4 separate regions of the Mus musculus genome follow, and all the other regions are linked to region 2. Evidence: chromatin contacts called from public ChIA-PET, HiChIP or PLAC-seq and promoter capture Hi-C data. All regions are on one chromosome and are shown on one strand. Each heading gives the region's core, a stretch centred on a gene start, on an enhancer-like site or on the middle of the called end of the contact. The rest is flanking DNA. Distances are from core to core; before and after follow the strand shown. Region 1 has its middle 26 kb from the start of Gm41027. Region 2 holds the start of Hmgcr (3-hydroxy-3-methylglutaryl-Coenzyme A reductase). Region 3 holds the start of Fam169a (family with sequence similarity 169, member A). Region 4 has its middle 9.2 kb from the start of Gm41028.

Region 1 (4,908 bases), core at 1,960-4,459, 290 kb before region 2:
ATTCTTAACTCCTGAGCCATCAATCAACCATCTACTATATATGTATAACAATTTATAATATATAAAAATACACACACATAGTATACTTTCAGACTCAGAGACAATAGTCCATCTGATCTTAGTTCTAAATGGCAACACTTGGGTTAGAGAAAGAAAATTATCTTACAGCCCATATCGTGGGTGAGCCTCTGGAATCACCCTGTGCGGAAATATATGCAGGGATGTCTCATACTAGTGATGAACTTAAGTTCTTGTGCCTTTTCAGAAAGTATGAATTCCTCTCTCCCTCTCTCCCTTCGGTCATAAGCTTCTGAATTCCCAGTCATCATTACCATATCTTCTTTGTGTTTACTATCGATCAGTGGTTCCCAACCTGTGGGTCACGACCCTTTTGGGGATCAAATGACCAACACTCTCACAGTGGTCACATAGCAGAGATCCTGCAAATCAGATATTTACATTAAGGTTTATAACAATAGCAAATCACACTTATGAAGTAGCAATGAGATAACTTTATGGTTGGGAGTCACCACAGCAGGAGGAACCATATTAAAGGGTCACCACGTTAGGAAGGTTGAGAACCACTGCTGTAGATGTTATTATATAAGGTGGTACCCAGCTCTTTAGGAAGACGCAGATAAGCACGTGGTGGTACCCAGCATTCCTTTGCAAAACCTTTGCTGCCTGTAGGAGGAAAAGGGCCCCCTGGAGGAGCATTGCCGTGTGGAGCTGGGCTGTCGGGTGGAGCAGCAACGGATAAGGTACTGTCTGTCTGTCTGTCCATCTCAGAGTGTCTGTGCCAACGCTTGCCAGACACTCCCAGGCTGAACTTTCCCCTCACAAGAGGATCCATGCTACTTCTAGGTGATGAACTGAAGTGCTTCCCTCATCCCCAAAGCATCAGAGGAGTCCATGTTCAAAGCAGGCAAGCGTTCAGAGCCAGGGCTTATGGCTGGATAACACACGGATGGTAATTGCTTGCTTTTCCTTAATTCTTGGGAGTCTCAGTATTGATTCCATGAGCCTCCTTGCCTGGGATTTTATCCCGGATCACCCAGGATATGTATGTTTCGGAAGCACTTACTCCCTTTTAGAAACTCTCATCATATTGATCCAGAGAACTGGCCTCTTGCATATATGTCCGGTTCCAATAAGAGGCATAAATCTGAGGGAGAAGCAGATAGTCCGAGAGCTTATTAATGAGTCAGGTACTCTGAACAAGTGAAGTTTGTGCATTGAAAGGCTAGATCTTTAAAGCCCCCTATCTGTCAGGCATCGTTCTCAGTGGTTGGAATCTTGCAATTAGCAGAACAACAACTGTGAACATATACCTTATTTTAATGACATTTAGGTTATATAATAAGGAATGCAGGATCACACACAACAGACAAATAGAGTTAAGCTGTAATAAGCACTATGGAGAGAAACAAAGGGGGCAGAGGCTGAGGCTGTTGGAAGCTGAGCAGCTGCCGGGTTAGCATGGTCAGCGAAGGCTCCAGGGGTGGATGCCATTGGAGCTGAGATTTAAATGCAGCATGTGTGTGTGTGTGTGTGTGTACAGAAACATGTGGGGGTGGATTGCATTTCTGGCAGATGGAACAGTGACCACAAATGCCCCCAAGCACAAGTTTCTCTCAATTGTACCCTCAGGAGCTAACACATGAAGGTCACTGAAAGAGATGTGGAGAAACTAGTGCCACTCCACTGAAGAATACATATTATGTAAGATCCTGAGAGTAGAGGGATACTGTGTCACTCTGGGCCACACAGGAGGAGCAGAAACACCAGTCCAGAGATTTATATTGGGATTTTTTTTTTCTTTGTAAGAAAGGCAAGGCAAGATCCCAGTGTGGCACCACACACTTATCATCCTAACCCTCAGGAGATGGAGGCACAAGACTCTGAGTTTTACAATTGCTGGACTATATAGTGAGTTCAAGGTCACTGGACTACTTAGCAAAATTCTGTCTCTCCCCCAACCCCCACAGAAAAACTGTTAAGGCCGACAGGGGAAATGACCTTGGGAAATGACCTTGGGGTTGGTTGCCTAGTGCCTGGCCGTAGGTAGCTTAGTGTAGGGAGAATATTAGGTTAGACAGGATGGTTTATGATATGTGTGCTAGCTAGCTTTTCATTACTATAATAAAATGTCATGATACATATATATTAATATAGCCTATAGTATGTGTTATATAATTACTATAACATAAAATAAAATAAAATAAAATAACCAACTCATAAAGAGAGGAGGGCTTCCGTTTAAGAGGTTCCCAATCCATTATCCAATAGACTTGCTGTTTCTGGGCCTGTGGTGAGGCGAGAAATCACGGTGGGGAGCTTGTGTTAGGTCAAAGCTGCTCATCTAGTGGACAGAGAGTGAGCACAGAGAGACCAGGGAGGGATTAGCATCCCAGTGCCCCCTAGGAGAGCAGGTTTCCAATGAGCAAGGACATTGATTCCCCACTACGTCTGGAGACTGCTTTTTTCTTCTGTTTTCTTTTGTATAGGGGACTGAACACAGGGCATACTAAGCGTGCTACATAGCACTAGGGAATCTGGTTTCTAGGGAAATTGGAAACTGTTTTGGCCATTATGTTGGCCCTGTGATGGTAGATGGCTAATGGACAAATATAGACTCTATGGGTATGCAGAACATCTAGAGTAGTGCAGATTATATTACAATTCCCACTGAGTAAGACTGGATATACGAGGGAGAGGTAGGCTTGTCTGGTCACTGCTGACCAAGTCACGGGTTCAAGGACTAGCTTGGTGCTCACATTGTGACCCCCATCTCTTGTGTAGCCTCCCCCAGCCTTGAGCAGGCTGGCTCAGACCTGTTTTGCCACTGTGAATGAGACCACCTAGGGTGGAGTCTTCTGACCTAGTGAGGTCTAATGTTCTGCCACCTGTGCTCTTCTCCAAGACGCTGCTACCTCTGAGAGGCTGAACCTGTCTTCCTGAGATATTCCTGAGATAGCTGGCAACATGTCCATTGGTGACCCAGTGCTAACAACTTGGCAACAAAGCATCAAGAAGCCTGGCATGGCGGGGATGGGCTTTCCCCCTTTATAAGCTCAGACTCTTAGTAAACATTGGGCCTTGATCAGAATCTGTCTTGGTCTCATTTTTTTCTCTTGCCATTTCCTCCCATACAGCTCCGGGCTCCTACGCAGGAAACCAGTTTGTGTGGCTGCGGGCGGCTACACCCTTGATGTGGTTTTAGTCAAGGTTCCCACCTGCTTTCTGCCTTCTGCTCATGACAAATTATACACCTTACTATGTTTTCTCAATTGAATCTGTTGCTCAACATGTTATACTTTCTACTGGGTTTTGTTACTGTTCCAAAAGACGTAACATAAGTTCTAAGAAAAGGCATTCTGGAAAAAGACCCTTGTTGGCCAAAATGTCAAAGAGAGCCTATTCATTTCCCTTTGTTACTAAACTTTAATTTACTAGAAAGAGGTCTCACGAGACCCATGAGTCACGCAGACGAGCAAGTTAAGGGTTATTCTGTGACTCTACAAATGCTTTTACAATTCGTATTTATTTTGTGTGCACATGTATGTATGTGTGTGTAGGGTCAGAGCACAGCTTTCAGGAGTTGGTTCTATCTTCCCAACACGTGGGCACTGGGGATCCATTTCTAGGCATCAGACCCATCAGCAGTTGCTTTTATCCATGAGACAGCTGGCTCCTGGCACATCACTTTAAATCATTGCCTTCCTCCTGACCCCAGCCTTACATTTGTCTTATAATGTAAGACATAATTAAACCTTAAAGGTGTCCATAGTGTTTTACAACTTCACAGTTTAAAAGACCAAAATCTATGCCTCATCTTAGGTCAAGGCAATCTCTTAACTGTAAGCTCCTGTAAAGTAAAAAACAAGTCGCATGCACACAATGGCACAGAATAATCATTCCTATTCAGCAACAGAATAATTAGGGCATAGCAAGGATGATCAGACCAAATGTCCCATCTACTTTTCTATTGCTCTGATGAAACACCATGACCAAGGCAACTTATAAAAGACAGTGTCATGGTGTCATGACAATGTTTTGTGAGGCAATGCCACAACCTAGACCATAAAGACATATCTGGATTTATAGAACAGTTTTCATTACTATGCATAAAAATAAAATGTAAATGTTTTTATTTGTAACATTCATAAAAACCCATTACTGTACTTCAGAGAGTTATACTACCTAGCACACAGGAGTTACGTACATGGGCCGGCTTGTTACCAAAAATGTCTGTGTATTAGTGTTTTGATGTAAAAGTTTGTACTTGTGTAGGGAGTCATTGGGTGAAACCAGGAAAGGACCCAAATATCACAGCAAGTGGGCATGGGTCATGTGAAATGGTCCAAGGTCCAAGTGCCAACTCCAGGAGAGGAGGAGGGTCGTGGGAGCCTGGGAAGCTGGAGAGAATTCAAGGAGCCCAGGCAGATGAGATGTTATCCATGCTGCGTCGAAGCCATCACACAGAGTGAGAGGCAGGCAGATGCAGGAAAGTACCCAAACACAAGCCAGAAAGAAGACTTGAGCTGCATGGATCCAGACACACACAGGCCTACAGAAAGAAGTACATACACAGACAGGCTGGAAAAGCTGAAGGCCAAGGGCCCTAGGTCTCAGAAAATTATTCATTACTTAGGTACAGTGTACATGAATATATGTATGACATCCACTGTCAGCCATTTGGTACTGACACATAGTCTCCTGGATGTTCAGAGTTAGTCATGTTGGTCCATGCTGATACCCATCTCAGCACCATATTGTCTAAACATAAACTGGCCTTTACTGCCCTCTGTTCCCTAGGAGGTGACACCTCTTGCTTGGTTCTCTTGACATTTCTTCCCCTATTTTGAATTTAGGGTTCTATACATTACATTGCTTTCTTTTTCACTG
Region 2 (4,594 bases), core at 2,063-4,562:
GTTACCAGCTATTACTTTTAATGTTTTGTTATGGAAAAATTTCAAAGAGATTTAAAATAAATAGCATCGTGCAGAACAAAGAGCGAGGGAGAACTGCTCAAGACTGGACTACAGCATCCTGAATGGAACGAGGGCCTAATACAGGTAATAAACACGACTCTCCAGGTCTGTGAAGCCTCTTTTGTGATGGAGAATCAGAAGCTTGAGCAATCAATACGAGATGTCCTGGACAAAGCAGCCTGCTTATGTAACAGCATCACGCCAGGTTCCAGAGGTCACATTCCTGTTTTGCTATTTCTCCTCTGAGAACTCAGGCAAGTTGCTGATATTATATAACATATATAATAAATATAGTATATATTTATAATACATAGGTGTCCCCTTCCTAAAGTTTAGCCACTTGAGAAGCACAGCACGGCAGATTCTGCTATTGTTCATGTAGGACAGCTGACAAGGGAGTTCATAGGCGCATCCAAAGCACTCACAGCTGTAGCAGAGGTGTGGGCATCGGGGGCGGCAGGGCATGGTGTATGAAAGAGAGAGGACAGAGCATGGTGGTGCATACCTGTAATCCCGGCACTCAGGAGTCAAGGGGATCCGGAATTCAAGGCCATCCTCAGCTACATAGACAGTTTGAGGTGAGTCTGGGCTACATGAGACCCTGTCTCAATAACATACAAATAAACACAGAGAAATACAATCTTCTTGTTTTTCCTTTTGCCATAAGTCACCATCTTTACACATAATCCATGCCAAAAAATTCAATTTGTAAAGCACTGATTCTCGGTGAGACAAACTAATAGTTCTTTTGGAATACATTCTGAGAATGACACCGACTGAGGTTGTTTTAAGAATATAAAATGAGCTGGGGAGGTAGAAGCAGGCAATCTCTGAATTTGAGGTCAACCTGGTCTAAACAGTGACTTCCAGGACAGCCAGAGTTATGTGGAGAGACTCTGTCTCAAACAAAGAAAAAAAGAAATCAAAGCCGGGCGCATGCCTTTAATCCCAGCACTTGGGAGGCAGAGGCAGATTTCTGAGTTCAAGGCCAGCCTACAAAGTGAGTTCCAAGACAGCCAGGGAAACCCTGTCTCAAAAAAAAAAAAAAAACGAATATAAAATGAGATAGAATTTCATTATGTGTGTGTGTGTGTGTGTGTGTTTGTTTGTTTTTTTGTGTTGGAGCTCAAACCCAGGAATTCAAAAATGTTGGGTAAGCCTGTTACTGAACTCTACCCACAGCTACTTCTTGCTTGGCTTTTAACTCATATGTCTACTGGAGTTCTCAAAAAGAAATTGGGAACAAAAGTTTTCAAACCTCATTTTATCTTTTCTGCAATAGCTTTGTAGTCCTTTCAGGAAAAATTTAAGCATATTTATGGTTTTCCCTTGTAGCCTGGGATGGCCTCAATCTCATGACCTCTCTTTCCTTAAATTTCCAGTGCTAGAATTACATGCGTGTACCACCACATTTGCCTTTAAGGCTGTATTAGTAACAATTTTTACAATCTGTAATGTGAGACATTTAGCCTGTCAGACTTTTAGAGGCATGAAGAATATGACAGGGTTTCCAGGCTCTTGGACTTATCTATACCTTGTCTCCCCTACATCTTTCTTTACTTTTCTTTCTTGCCCTTTTTCCATTTCCTCCCCCCCCCGCACCCCCCCTCCTCCACCGCCCCGTTTAAGAAGTCTGTTCACTTCAATTGCTTTCACTTTGGTGGGTGCCACGTGTACTGTGTCTATTATTATACTTCCAGCTCTAACCACCACACCCTGGACATAAGAAACTTTTTGGAGTGTTTCGTAAAGATATGAACAAAGGCTCTATATTAAGCCAGTGGAAGGTAACTCTAGAAGCCCAGCTTTAGATGTGGAATGAAATCTTAGTTTTCCAATTGATTCAAGTTGTTTAGAGCATGTTCTTTGTGTGAAATGGGAGCAATCCCTATTTTATAACAACGATGAGACTCTAACCAGGTACTTTTTTAGTTTATGAAAAGTACTACTGAACATATAGTGTTTTAAGAGATGGCTCATCGGTTAAGAGCACTTCAGTTCTTCAGAGAATTCAGATTCAGTTTCCACTTACATGGCAGCTAACAACCATCTTACGTAACTCCAGTTCCAGAGGATCCCCCACCCTCTTCTTGCTATTCCTTGGGCACTGTTCTGTACATGTAGTGCACAGCAGCACACACACACACACACACACACACACACACACACACACAGAAACAGAGAGCGCACAAAAACAAAAGGAGTTATGTACCAATTGCTCTCTTTACGACATTTCCACATAAAACAGTAAGACAAGTCATAGACTATTACGGAAGTGCTATGGGCGTTCAGAAGAGAGATATGACATATGTTTGAGAGAATCAGGAAAGGAGGTGGCATATGAATGATCCTTGAGGTATAATTAGGATTTCAAAATTTAAAGTGGGTAGGTATATCCGGGCTAAACTAAGACCATGAGCAGGGGTGTCAAAAGCGATTCAGTACAATCGAAGGGTAAGTTACTCTAGGCTAACACAGGGATAGAGTTGTGTAGGTGAAATGGGGTTGGGCCATACTGGAGGCTGATTTAGGGGCAGGTGTATGGCATAAGAGGAAGATTACTGCAGCAGAAACGCCAGAAGCAGAAGGTGTAAGCACCCGAGAGTGGGAAGACCAGTTAGGAGAGGTTATTGCAAGTTTGAGTTAAGGGCTTGATAAAGGCCTTCAGCCAGCAGGAGAGCAGAGGGAATTCAGAGACGACACTGGAGAGGGACTCTTCAGCAAGAATCCAGTGTGCGACAGGTGACCTAGATAGCCGGAGCCATTAGCACTGATGGGTATGTCACAGGGGGTTTGGGCTGCAAGTCCCTGCCACATTTCGTTTTCTTTTTTAAATTCCTCTTTTTTTTTTTTTCAGAGCTCTACTACTTCCCCACAGATCTCTCTACTAACTGGGCTTTTTCTTTTCAACCTTAACCCGCGTTCACGCTCCAACTCTAACACGGTGGCCTCCCGTGGTCTTCCCACGGGGGCAAGACCCTGCAGGTCAAACTCTGAGTTCGGGGTACTCCACCCGCGGCATCCCCTGTTCCCCGCGCGGGCGGCGTCCTTGCAGGCGCCCCTCGGCTCGGAGACCAATAGGAAGGCCGCGATGCTGGGACCCGACCCGTCATTGGTTGGCTCTGCCGTGGTGAGAGATGGTGCGGTGCCCGTTCTCCGCCCGGGTGCGAGCAGTGGGCGGTTGTTAGGGAGACCGTTCGTGACGTAGGCCGTCAGGCTGAGCAGCCGCCCGACGATTGGCTAGGGGATCGGACGATCCTTCCTTATTGGCGGCCCGCTGGCGGCCTGGAGCGTGCGTAAGCGCAGTTCCTTCCGCCCGGGGCTCCGTTGGCTGGAGACGGCAGCTGGGCCGGCTTGGCCTCCATTGAGATCCGGAGGTGAGCTGGCGGACGCTGGGGACCGGCGGGACAGCGGGTCTCGCGCTCCGCCTGGGCTCACGAGGCGGCTGCGAACCGAGGGGACCGCGAGGACACGTCCTTGAGGCCCGGCGGCAGGGCGGCGGCCAGGGAACCCGTGGGCCGGGTGGGCCTGAGGGCCAGTGCAGCGACGGGGCGTCCGTGGGTTCAGTCCGGAGGGCGCTGTGCTGACCCGGCGGTCACGGTCATCCGTGTACGAGTGCCTGGCAGAGGGGACAGCGGGAGCCCTAGAGAACAAGGGTTCACGCCCAGGCGCTGCCTTGCGGCAGGACCCGTCTTTAAAGTGATGGAGATGTAGGCTGCAAATTGACCCGATCCGCGTGGGTACGGCAGGTTGTGCTCTTCCTAGTGGGCCCGGAGGAGGATGCGAGGTCTGTACAGGCACAGCTAGCCCTCCGAAGTCGGTCTCTCGACCTTTATGTTATAGTCTTTCTCCTAAGGGGCGTAGTCTCATTGATACTGATGTCAATTTACCTTATGCACCTATTGGAATTATTTGGTTTGAATGAAGAAAATGGCCTTAGAGGTTCGCAAGTAAAACAGTAGACTTCTGAGGTTGGGCGAAGTTAATAGTCTTTCATCGAAAGCGGACAGATGGAAATCTTTCCTCTCTTGAGGTTGTATCTTTTCGGGCTAAGGCCTGTAAAGGCACAGGAAACGTCTGTTACTGGCTCTTTACTTACAAAGTCGTTGTGTACAATTAAAGCATCACACGAAGTAGGGAATACATTTTGTTTGGTTACTTGTGATTTATTTGTATTTTATTTATCGTAGGGCAAAAGTCTTGGATCTACATTGGGCTGCGTTTTGTGGGCTTACTTGGTCGTAGTGCCTTTCTAGAACTTGACCAGGCAAGATAAAGGGTGTGCTTGCTCACACTGCTATATTTTTGTCTAATTTGTAGACTGTGAGCTATATTCTGGGATCAGTTTCTGAATCCTTAAATCTATCTTGAAATTGTGCTTTTTTTTTTTTTTTTAAGTTCTTAAAATAGTAGTTCTTTATGGTTCCACTTAATACTTTGGTCAGAGAACTTGACCATGAAGAGGAGATGGACTTAGAAACTGGTAATGTATGGTAAAGTTGGGTACAGAACTTGTTTTCTGTGCAAGGTGATG
Region 3 (4,626 bases), core at 112-2,611, 400 kb before region 2:
CAAGAAAATACACAGGTCCAGGTTTAATTGATGATCACTGGAGTGGCAGGTGACTCACATAGGGGTTGTATCTGGGTTCACCAACCCGATCCTCCTCATAAATTTTAAAGATGAATCCACTATGACAGCCCCTCGATTTCTATGCATGACTGCCATCATTTGTACTGAAGTTTTATTACTAGTGAACTCCCCTCAGGTTCCTTTCACCACGTCCTCTATTCTAAAGAAGCAACGATTAAAAGTAAGTAAATAAATACTTGAGCCAAATCTATTTCATACTAACTATTAATAATCCTTGTAATTACTTCATAGAACAAGACATGGTTTGAACAGATGTACCTATACATACGTCCTACAATGTGCTTTTATGAAAATAAATAAATAAAATTTAAAGCACAACAAATCCAGAGCCATTAGAAGATTTTCCTCCAGGGCTCACATGTGTGTATTATGCAACAACCAGCGATCCAGATGTTAATCCCTGCTGTGATGCAATGATAAAATACCCAAGGCATGGAGCCCATTTACAAAACAAATTTAAACAAGAATTACTATATACTCAAGAATCTTGGAATGAGCCATTCACAGTTCTGAGAGAATTACATTTAAACTCTTCCTTTGGGTGATCTTTTAGCTGCGTGTCTCCCAATTCCCTCCCAATTCCCTACAAAATCCTCGTAACCGCGGTTTAATTTGGGTTTTTAAAAGGACCGACTGAAGGGGAAAGGGAGACCGGCATCAGGTGGTTACGTTAGAGTCTACTTTTGATAAGATAGCCGCGTAAATTCCCAGAAGGGATTCATCTATTCCGTCATTCTTGCCCATGCACAATAATCGTAGTAAAATACGACCCAGATCCCGGAGCCACTAGCCACCCCGGACTCGCTCCATCCTCCCATCTCCGGTGGCACAGGCCTCTCTCTCTCTCCAAGCTCTGCGTGATGGGCGGCTGAGAACCCTGGGACGGAACAGCAGTGACCCGAATTCTAAGAGAAGCGAGGACTCCATACAATACCTAGTCCGGGTCGGGCGAGCAAGCCGAGAGGGAGGTGCTGCGCGGCCGAGCCCGAGCCCCACCCCCACGCCGCGCGGGTCCCGCTACCCGGAGGATCCCAGGTGGGGACACGGGAGGGGGCGGCTCGGCAGCCGCCGTCCCCGCCGCGACCCCGGGAGGGCGAGCGCGACATTCCCTCACACAAAATGGAGGCCGGCGCACCTGGGGTCGCCGCCACCCGAGGAAGCCCGCGGCCGCCCCGCGGCTCGGCCTCGCACGCCACGCGCCGCGCACTCACCTCAGCCGCGCCGCGGGGGCCCGAAGGCGGAGCGCGAATGACCGAGCGGCCGCTCCCCGCCGCCGCCGTTGCCGCCGCCGACCCCGGCACGCGCGGCTCGTCCGCAGCCCACCGTCCCTCCGCCGGCGTGACGCACTAGCGCCGCGGCGCGCCCACCGCGAATCCCCCCGCCCCGCCGGCCGGCCGGCCTCGTGCGCCGCGGCGCCTCCTCGCCGGGAGCCGCCCCGCCTCGGGGCCGCGGCCGCCCGCTCGCCCGCAGGTGCGCGCTGCCCGCTCGCTCGCCCGTCGCCGCCCGCAGCACGCCCGCTCGGTCGGGCCGTATTAAAGAGTGACCTTGGCTTAGCCGGGAATAGAAGCGAGTAAGCCGCGGGGGCCTCGCGCTGAGCGAGCCGGCTCCTTTAAGGTCGACCTGCGCGGCATCCCCGCCTCGGGCCTCTGGAAAAATCGCCCGGGTGGGTGCGGCCTCCGGACCTCCCGGTGGGGAAGGAGATGATGCTCTGCAAACCTGGGGACGCCGGCTTCCCACCCCACCCCACCCCACCCGACCCCGGACACCACCAGACCCCACTGCCCCCCAGGAGCGCGCCGGAGAAAAGAATTTGCACAAGCCCCACAGCCCAGATTATGCCTTGAGATAAGGAACCATCGCGGCCCTGCGCTGACCTTTCCTACGTGACAAGCTAATCTGACCCCGGAGAGCCTGCGCCATCCTCTCCTCCCCCTTCCCTCACTTCATCCCTTACGGGATCCAGGGCCTTTTGCTAAGTACTCGAGAAAAATAAGTTCACTGGCATTTAAAGGATGATAATTCTTTTTTCTTTAAATAATATATGCGGTAGTAGAAATATAGATGCACAGCAATAATTTTGGATTTTAAGACTTTTTTTTTTGCCCTTAAATTCTGAGAAATTCATCTAATAGCAATGGCATTATGGTTCAGTTATTCAGAAAAGCTTAAAATTACTCCTATTCCTGGGAAGTATTACTAATCACAACACTGACCTTTTAAAGATTCACTAATTGGTAACTTCAAAGAATGCTTTTTCATATAGATCTATTTAAGCCCCCCCTTTTTTTTTTTAAATATAAAGGCTTTTTCTTTTTTACCTCCAGTTGCACACAATCAACCTTACATCTGTTGTGTTTATTTACAATAAATTATTACTAGAAATCTTGAGTTATATACATTTACTATTTTTAGTGGAATTTAACAATGAATTAATATCCAAGCAAGAATTTTGAATAGTTGGATTCCAACCATAGCTAATCATGAATGAGTAAAGTTATATAATTCCTGGATTATCATTTCTAGATCTGTTTGCAAGTAGGAGCCCCCAGGATAATCCCAGTGGCCACTTTGTAAAATTACTTTTGTTTTTCCGGCTCTGGCATCCCCCCCCCCAGGTGCTGCAGTAAAGACTTATTATTATAAACCTAGCCAGAGTGTGGCTGGGCTTTAAATTATTTTATCAATCAGTGGGAACCTGTGCCTGGAACACCTAGCTCCCCAAAGCCTGCTCACTGAGATAGAAATCAAAAGAACTACTCCTCTAGGCCCAAAAAGTGACCACCTGCACACAGTTAAACCTGCCTTCCTTCACGTGGCTGGCATTCTATCTGCCCAGACCGGAAGTGCTAACTTTCACACGTCTGGATGACCTAAGCTATCTTAAGTTAGGAAACCCTCCATGCACTGGGCTTTGATGGTTGCTGATAAACGTGGCCCAAAATCGAACCCTTCAGGTTCCCTGGGGAAGAATTCCTAACGGGTAAAATGACAACCGGTGTTTCTGTCTGCCAAGAGCTGCCCTATGCTCTGCTATTCTTTGTGGAGATTAACTTATCACAATCATCTCTCCAGTGCATACTAACGGGATTCCCAATTTACATAATGGGAAACCGAGGCATATAGATAAGCTGAGTAATTTACTCATTGTGACACAGTTAATGACCCTGGCCTTTGATTCAAAAAGCAAGCGACCTTAAGAAAAACTCTACACTATCTTCCTCTGGTTGAATTTTAACACATTCCTTATATCTTCCTGTTTGAACAAATTTCTCATTTAGGAGCAAAGGAAAAAAAATGAAACCTTCAGTTAGAAAACTTGTACTGTTCCCCTGGAGCTGGAGAGATGGCTCAGCAGTTATTAAAAACTTGGTGCTCTTGCAGAGAACCTGGGTTCAATTCCCAACACCACATGGTATCTCGCATACTGTTCCAAGAATCCAACAACCTCTCTGACTTGTGGAGCATCCACCCGAGAAGACGGCTCAGACACAGGTTTAAGCTAAAAGAAAGTCTTTGTTATCCATCTGGGTGTTCAGGATCCCAGTAAGGCACCAAGCCTTTCTCAGGGTGAACTTTTAAGTACAAAACTAAGTTGACATACTTCAGTTAACAAGAACAGTTAGCTAGAAATGGAACTACAGACGCCAAAAAAGCATAGTTAGTACATGTGAACTATGGTTTTTGAGGGATGGCAGATGAAATTGTCCATGTGCTGAGTTTTATGGCCTGAATATATTTCCATCATGGAGTCCATTGTGCTAAGATCTAGGGAACTACTAAGGTCTGGGGCCTGTTACACTGACCTTCACAGGCCACCAGGCATGCAAGTGGTGCACATACATATGTACGGATAAAACACTCATAAGATTTTCCAATAAAATTAATTTTTAAGAAAATGTTTAAGATTTCCTCTGTTGCAGAATCTATTAGTGTTTGAAAACCACATATTTCTTTTCTCATCTTTTTAGGGCTAATAGCTCTTCGAAGTATTTTGGATGGAGAGGAAGGCTCCAACCATGATAAGTCTTATTTGTATTTATTTCATGAATGGGGAAAAAAAACCCACTTTTTTTTTTTTTTTTTTTTTTTTTTTTTTTTCGAGACAGGGTTTCTCTGTGTAGCCCTGGCTGTCCTGGAACTCACTTCGTAGACCAGACTGGCCTCGAACTCTGAAATCCGCCTGCCTCTGCCTCCCCAGTGCTGGGATTAAAGGCGTGCGCCACCACGCCCGGCAAAACCCCACATTTCTTTTGAAAATATTCATCATCTTTGTCTGCTAAGGTGTTAAAAGTTAGACTTGAACCCTGTCTAGAAAAACCAAAAAAAAAAAAAAAAAAGTTAGATTTGAGTTTCATTTAACATGCTTTAATGTAGTCAAGTCACGGAGGGAAAGTTAACAGATAAGGAGCCTTAAAGCCTTTAAACAGGCCAGCCTGTTAAGTAGCTAACAGACAGTACAGACTTGAGTGAAGTAAGCCTCTCCTTCCTAAATGCTCCCACATCGCAGAACGCTCTCAGGATTAAACGCCACATTCTGAGTGGGTT
Region 4 (4,670 bases), core at 529-3,028, 340 kb before region 2:
TCTGGTGTTCTTTGAAGACAGCTACAGTGTACTCACATACATAAAATAAATAATCTTTAAAAAAAAGTTGGAAGAACGCCACTGATTTTAAATATGGTGAAGAAAGTTTATTGTAGATAGCATAGACAGAGGCAAGGACTTCTGGGAGGGTTCAAAGCTGACAAGTTTCTGAGCAGGAACTTGTGAGGGAAGAGGGGAGAGGAGAGGAGAGGAGAGAGGAGAGAGGAGAGAGGAGAGAGGGGAGAGGAGAGAGGGGAGAGGGGAGAGGGGAGAGGGGAGAGGGGAGAGGGGAGAGAGAGCCAGGAGAGTAAAGGGTAGACAAAAGCCCTGGTAATCAAAATGGCTGCATTATATAGGGAAGCCCACCGAGGGGAAGGAAGGGCAGCCCAGCTTCTGAGCTGGAGAAGTTTACGGTAGGGGGTAGGGTTTGTCAGCCAGAAGGATCCTGTAACACGTAGGGACTGAAGGATGTTGCTGTGATGTGTTAAACAGGCACCTCAGTAAACAGTTTGTTCCAGTTGGAGACAAAGAAGGAGAGACACACAGCAAGGGACCCAAGTAGTCCGCGGGAGTGCAGGGAGATGACACGGCTCCCTTTCCCGGGATAACTCTGCGTTTAAGTGATTTTTTTCTTGGTTAAGGATGGTTCTTTTCCCCTAATTAAGAATTGCTCTGTTTAGACGGAGGAAGGCCCGCAGCTTTAGTGAAGCACGCCCAGACAGGCTTTCAGTTTATCTGATCAGCCTGGAATGGCCACGGGAGTGCGAGGTGAAACCTTACTGGGGAGAGAAAAAGCCTGCCAGATGCTTGTCTCAAGCTGCCAGGCCGTTGCTTCTGGTGCGGAGGGCGGTGGAAAGGCTGGAAATGTTCTGGTTTTTGTTTTTGTTTTTCTATTTGTGGCACTCGCCTCTATTTGCCTGTCAGGGATCTAATTCCTAGTCTCTCCAATACACGGGCAATTATTTTTTTTCTCACCTCTAGATGGAGCTAGCTAAAAGCAACTCGTCAGGATTATTCCTGGCTTAACACCTTCTAAATCTATGTTTTATCTTTGCTGCCTTGTTGCCTTCTGGGAAGAAGTCCTCCCCCCCCCCCACCCCCCCCCCCGCCTCCTTTCCACCTGCATTGCCGGATGATTGTTTTTCTGCAGCTCTTAAATCTGATCCCTTTCCCTCTGAGTCATGGCGATTGTCTTCTCCCCCTCTCTATGTCCCTTGCCCGTGCAATCTAAAAGTCCTGCCCCATCTCCTTGTCCAGCCATTGGCTGTATGGCAATTCTTTATTATCAATCGAAGCCAGCTGGGGGCAGCGATGCTCAGGTCTGGATGTGCGGCTTTTGGGAGCTGAAGTAAGATAAAGCATTAGAATCAGTTTCCAACACATGTGCATAAGAATGACATAATTTACTATATCTCATGTACCTTCTAATCTTTAGAAAGCATTTTTCTTTCTCCACGTATATGCATGTTTACATGTATGGGGAACATGTGGAGGTGTGCATGTAAGTGGATATGAGCGCATTATGGAAGCCAGAACTGTTTTCAGAATTTTCTCCCATCGTCCTTCCCCCTTATTCAATGGGACGGGGTCCTGTCGAATCCTGTTTCTCTGTGGGGGTGGGGGTGGGATGTGCTCCGATCACTATCAGAAGGCGGCGGTAAGTCCGAAGTGGAAAGTACACAGAGGTTCCCATCTCCTCTCTGGGAACCGTAGGGAGTGGGGAACAAGGGGTTCATTTAACTTTCCCTCCCAGGAGGACTGCGTGTCAGACAGGGAGGGGAAAGGCAGAGCCAGGAACTGGGCGGAACCTGATCGGAGTGAGTGTGGAGGGTGGAAAGTACCGAAGGGGCTGAAAGAGAAAAGCCTTCCTCGGGAGTTTTAGGTTCGGCTCTTTAAGATGAAAGCCTTCCCATGGCGATCCCTTTTTTCCCCCGGAGTCAGGGTTTCTCTGTGTAGTCCTGGCAGTCCTGGAACTCAGTCTGTAGACCAGACTGGAACTCAGAAGTCCGCCTGCCTCTGCCTCTCAAGTGCTGGGATTAAAGGCGTGCGCCGCCACGCCCGATTTCCCATGGCGATCCTAAAGAGAAGATGATCCTTGCTTGTTAATACTGGTTTATTTGACCGTGGATGTGAAGGCATACCCTTTATTCAGGGATAAAATACCTTCTGTGGGAAGGAATACCCAGGAAGGGGTAAGCTCACTGGCTGAATACTTGGGGGGGGGGGGGGCTATCTATCCTCATTGGCATGGAGAACTCCAGATGTTTATGTTACACGATCCAGCAGCGCCATGGTCCTCAGTGGGGTATCATGGTTCCAGTACAGACAGAGGTAGGCAGGGGATGGCTCCACTCCTGTTCTCAAAGGGTCTGAGTTCATTCAACCTTACCATTCTTATGCCTGTCTGGTCACAAGGTCCCACATGCCCTACAGGGTCTTTAACCAAACTCAGAGCTAATTGATTATGGCTACTAGCCTTGCTAACCAGCTTGCTTTGGGAGCCCTCTGTCACTTTAATGTCTATGGCTTTCTGGTAAATTGGAGTGTAGTTTTAGTTGTGAGCCTAGTCTTTAATAGCTGAGCCATCTCTCTAGCCCAAAATTGTTTTTTTTTCCCCCCGAGACAGGGTTTCTCTGTATAGCCTTGGCTGTCCTGGAACTCACTTTGTAGACCAGGCTGGCCACGACAAAATTGGAATTTTTATAAAGTGATAAATCTGAATAATTTCAAATTGCTCAGATTTTAATGTTTGCATTTCATAGAGTTTGCTTTGCATTTATAAAGAGATGTTCAAGCCTATCTGAAGAAAGGATGTCAGATGGATGTCTTCATGAGGAAGACTTCCGGCCTGCGTGCTGTGTAGACTCTGCATATTTACCCTGCTTGCTCCTGCAGTATTTTTTTTTTTTTTTGTAATTTCCCCCTTTCAAACAAATGCAGATGGGATGGTGAACATAAACAATCGCCCTCCAATCACACCCACCCAGCAGCTTCCCTACAGAGTGTCAGGCTATCCTCTAATTTAGGATTCCAGTGTGCTGACACCATTCATTGTTCTTTTACTTATAGCTCACACCACACACACACACACACACACACACACACACACACACAGATCACACCCCACGCACACATGTCACACACACTCCCCTCATATATCACACACACTCCTCCATACATCACACACCCCCACATATCACAAACATCACACACATCACACATATACACACAATATCCCACATACATCACACACACCTCTCTCTCTCACACACACACATACCCCACACATCTCTCTCTCTCACACACACCACACATATCACACACACACATACATACTCCCACACACACACACATACCCCACACACACATATCACACACACACCACACACACCTCACACGCACTCACATCACAAATCCTTTGATTTCAACCCCTTGGTTTTGATGTGAGTGAACCATATTGAGCCTTTGTTAGACACTCTAGTTTTTTCTGGGACAACGTCAATTGCTTCTCAGGGGTTTGCCTCTGAATTCTTTGCTGTTCACTGGAGCTCTTGGGGAAAGTGGGTTAACTTTTATTGAGTCGTAAAGTGTGGTTTAAGTAGATGAGACACATTAAAAATCAAGGCAGGTATAGAGATATATGTGCCCTGAGGTGACTTCTTCCCTTGCCTGACCATAAAGTTCCCTGTCCTATGTCACAATTGTATTAGTTTTAAAAAAAATATATCCTTCCTGTGTGTCTTTATATAAACACAAGAGAGCTGTCTCTACCCTTCACAGAGCTAAGTTTGACGTTGCTTAGCTGTTTTGTTACTTATATTCGGTGCTTGCTTTTGAAATCAAAAGTATCAATGGATACTTTTTATCTTTTTATAACTCTGAGATTTTACAAGGCACAATTCAATCCGAGGTAGAGATCTTATTGATAATTGCAGAGACATTTGCTAGTTCATAATTATCCAACTAGATTAGCTCCATGCGTTTTTTTTAGTGGGTGGTGCAGTGAAGGCCAGAAGTCAACCTCTAGTATTGATTCTCTGGCACCGGGTACCTTAATTTCAGAGACAGGATCTCTCACTGGGACCCGGAACTTTCCAGCCTAGGCCTGCAAATCAGTGAACTCTAAGTACCCAATTGTTTCTGTGTCCCCAGCATTGGGGTTACAAATGTGAACCACCACGCCTGGCATTTTCATGTGGGTGTTGGAGCTGAACTCAGCTCCTCAGACTTGCATGGTGAGCACTTAACTGTGCTGTCTCCCCTGTCCCTTGCTTTGCTATACTACAGTTGTTGGCTTGTCTGGCTTTTCATTCTTGATTTTTTTTTAAACCAAAGAGAGAATTCATTGGGGGTTTAGTCATCACCTGAAGTCAGAGGGCATCAGGGGACTGAGGAGGAGAGCGTCTTTTCCCCAGAGCTAGCCCCCACCTAATGTGCTCTTTAATTTAATTTAATTTAATTTAACTTAATTTAATTTTTTTTTAAGATTTATTTATTGATTATATGTAAGTACACTGTAGCTGTCTTCAGACACTCCAGAAGAGGGAGTCAGATCTCGTTACGGATGGTTGTGAGCCACCATGTGGTTGCTGGGATTTGAACTCTGGACCTTCGGAAGAGCAGTCAGGTGCTCTTACCCACTGAGCCATCTCACCAGCCCTTAATTTAAT

What was found. Promoter capture Hi-C pulls out the DNA fragments that hold promoters and counts their contacts. ChIA-PET counts read pairs in DNA pulled down with a chosen protein or histone mark. HiChIP or PLAC-seq counts read pairs in DNA pulled down with a chosen protein or histone mark.
Region 1: an RNA polymerase II ChIA-PET map of effector CD8 T cells shows a contact between it and region 2, with 17 read pairs. The contact joins the enhancer-like site here to the promoter of Hmgcr in region 2. A contact is called at or near these places in 1 of 484 Hi-C or Micro-C datasets (liver) and 6 of 115 datasets of contacts at active chromatin or transcription factors (bone marrow-derived dendritic cells, effector CD8 T cells, embryonic stem cells and 3 more).
Region 3: a promoter capture Hi-C map of embryonic stem cells shows a contact between it and region 2, with 4 times the contacts expected there. The contact joins the promoter of Fam169a here to the promoter of Hmgcr in region 2. A contact is called at or near these places in 5 of 39 promoter capture datasets (the 3T3-L1 cell line, cranial neural crest, embryonic stem cells and 2 more), 5 of 484 Hi-C or Micro-C datasets (the N1E-115 cell line, cerebral cortex, embryonic stem cells and 1 more), 20 of 115 datasets of contacts at active chromatin or transcription factors (acute myeloid leukemia, astrocytes, bone marrow-derived dendritic cells and 12 more) and 2 of 9 other capture datasets (embryonic stem cells and pancreatic islet).
Region 4: a contact with region 2 is called in an H3K4me3 HiChIP or PLAC-seq map of forebrain, with 5 times the contacts expected there. The contact joins the enhancer-like site here to the promoter of Hmgcr in region 2. A contact is called at or near these places in 3 of 39 promoter capture datasets (embryonic stem cells, hippocampal neurons and neural stem cells), 10 of 484 Hi-C or Micro-C datasets (cerebral cortex, cortical neurons, embryonic stem cells and 3 more), 14 of 115 datasets of contacts at active chromatin or transcription factors (astrocytes, bone marrow-derived dendritic cells, embryonic forebrain and 6 more) and 2 of 9 other capture datasets (embryonic stem cells and pancreatic islet).

Annotation. Positions count from the first base shown.
Region 1 is chr13:96,954,947-96,959,854 of GRCm38.p6, reverse strand. No RefSeq gene overlaps it. Among named protein-coding and RNA genes, the nearest start is that of Gm41027, 26 kb to the left of the region's middle. Within about 2 kb of position 3,209, at least 34 of the 459 cell types and tissues checked have an H3K27ac peak or open chromatin away from gene starts, as enhancers often do. A contact at or near this core is called in effector CD8 T cells, where this site is marked.
Region 2 is chr13:96,669,654-96,674,247 of GRCm38.p6, reverse strand. It overlaps Hmgcr (3-hydroxy-3-methylglutaryl-Coenzyme A reductase), which reads left to right and starts at 3,312. Exons shown (of 20, transcript NM_008255.2): 1 at 3,312-3,437.
Region 3 is chr13:97,068,378-97,073,003 of GRCm38.p6, reverse strand. It overlaps Fam169a (family with sequence similarity 169, member A), which reads right to left and starts at 1,361. Exons shown (of 13, transcript NM_001100458.1): 1 at 1,293-1,361.
Region 4 is chr13:97,004,694-97,009,363 of GRCm38.p6, reverse strand. No RefSeq gene overlaps it. Among named protein-coding and RNA genes, the nearest start is that of Gm41028, 9.2 kb to the left of the region's middle. Within about 2 kb of position 1,778, at least 158 of the 459 cell types and tissues checked have an H3K27ac peak or open chromatin away from gene starts, as enhancers often do. A contact at or near this core is called in cerebral cortex, cortical neurons, forebrain and 8 more, where this site is marked.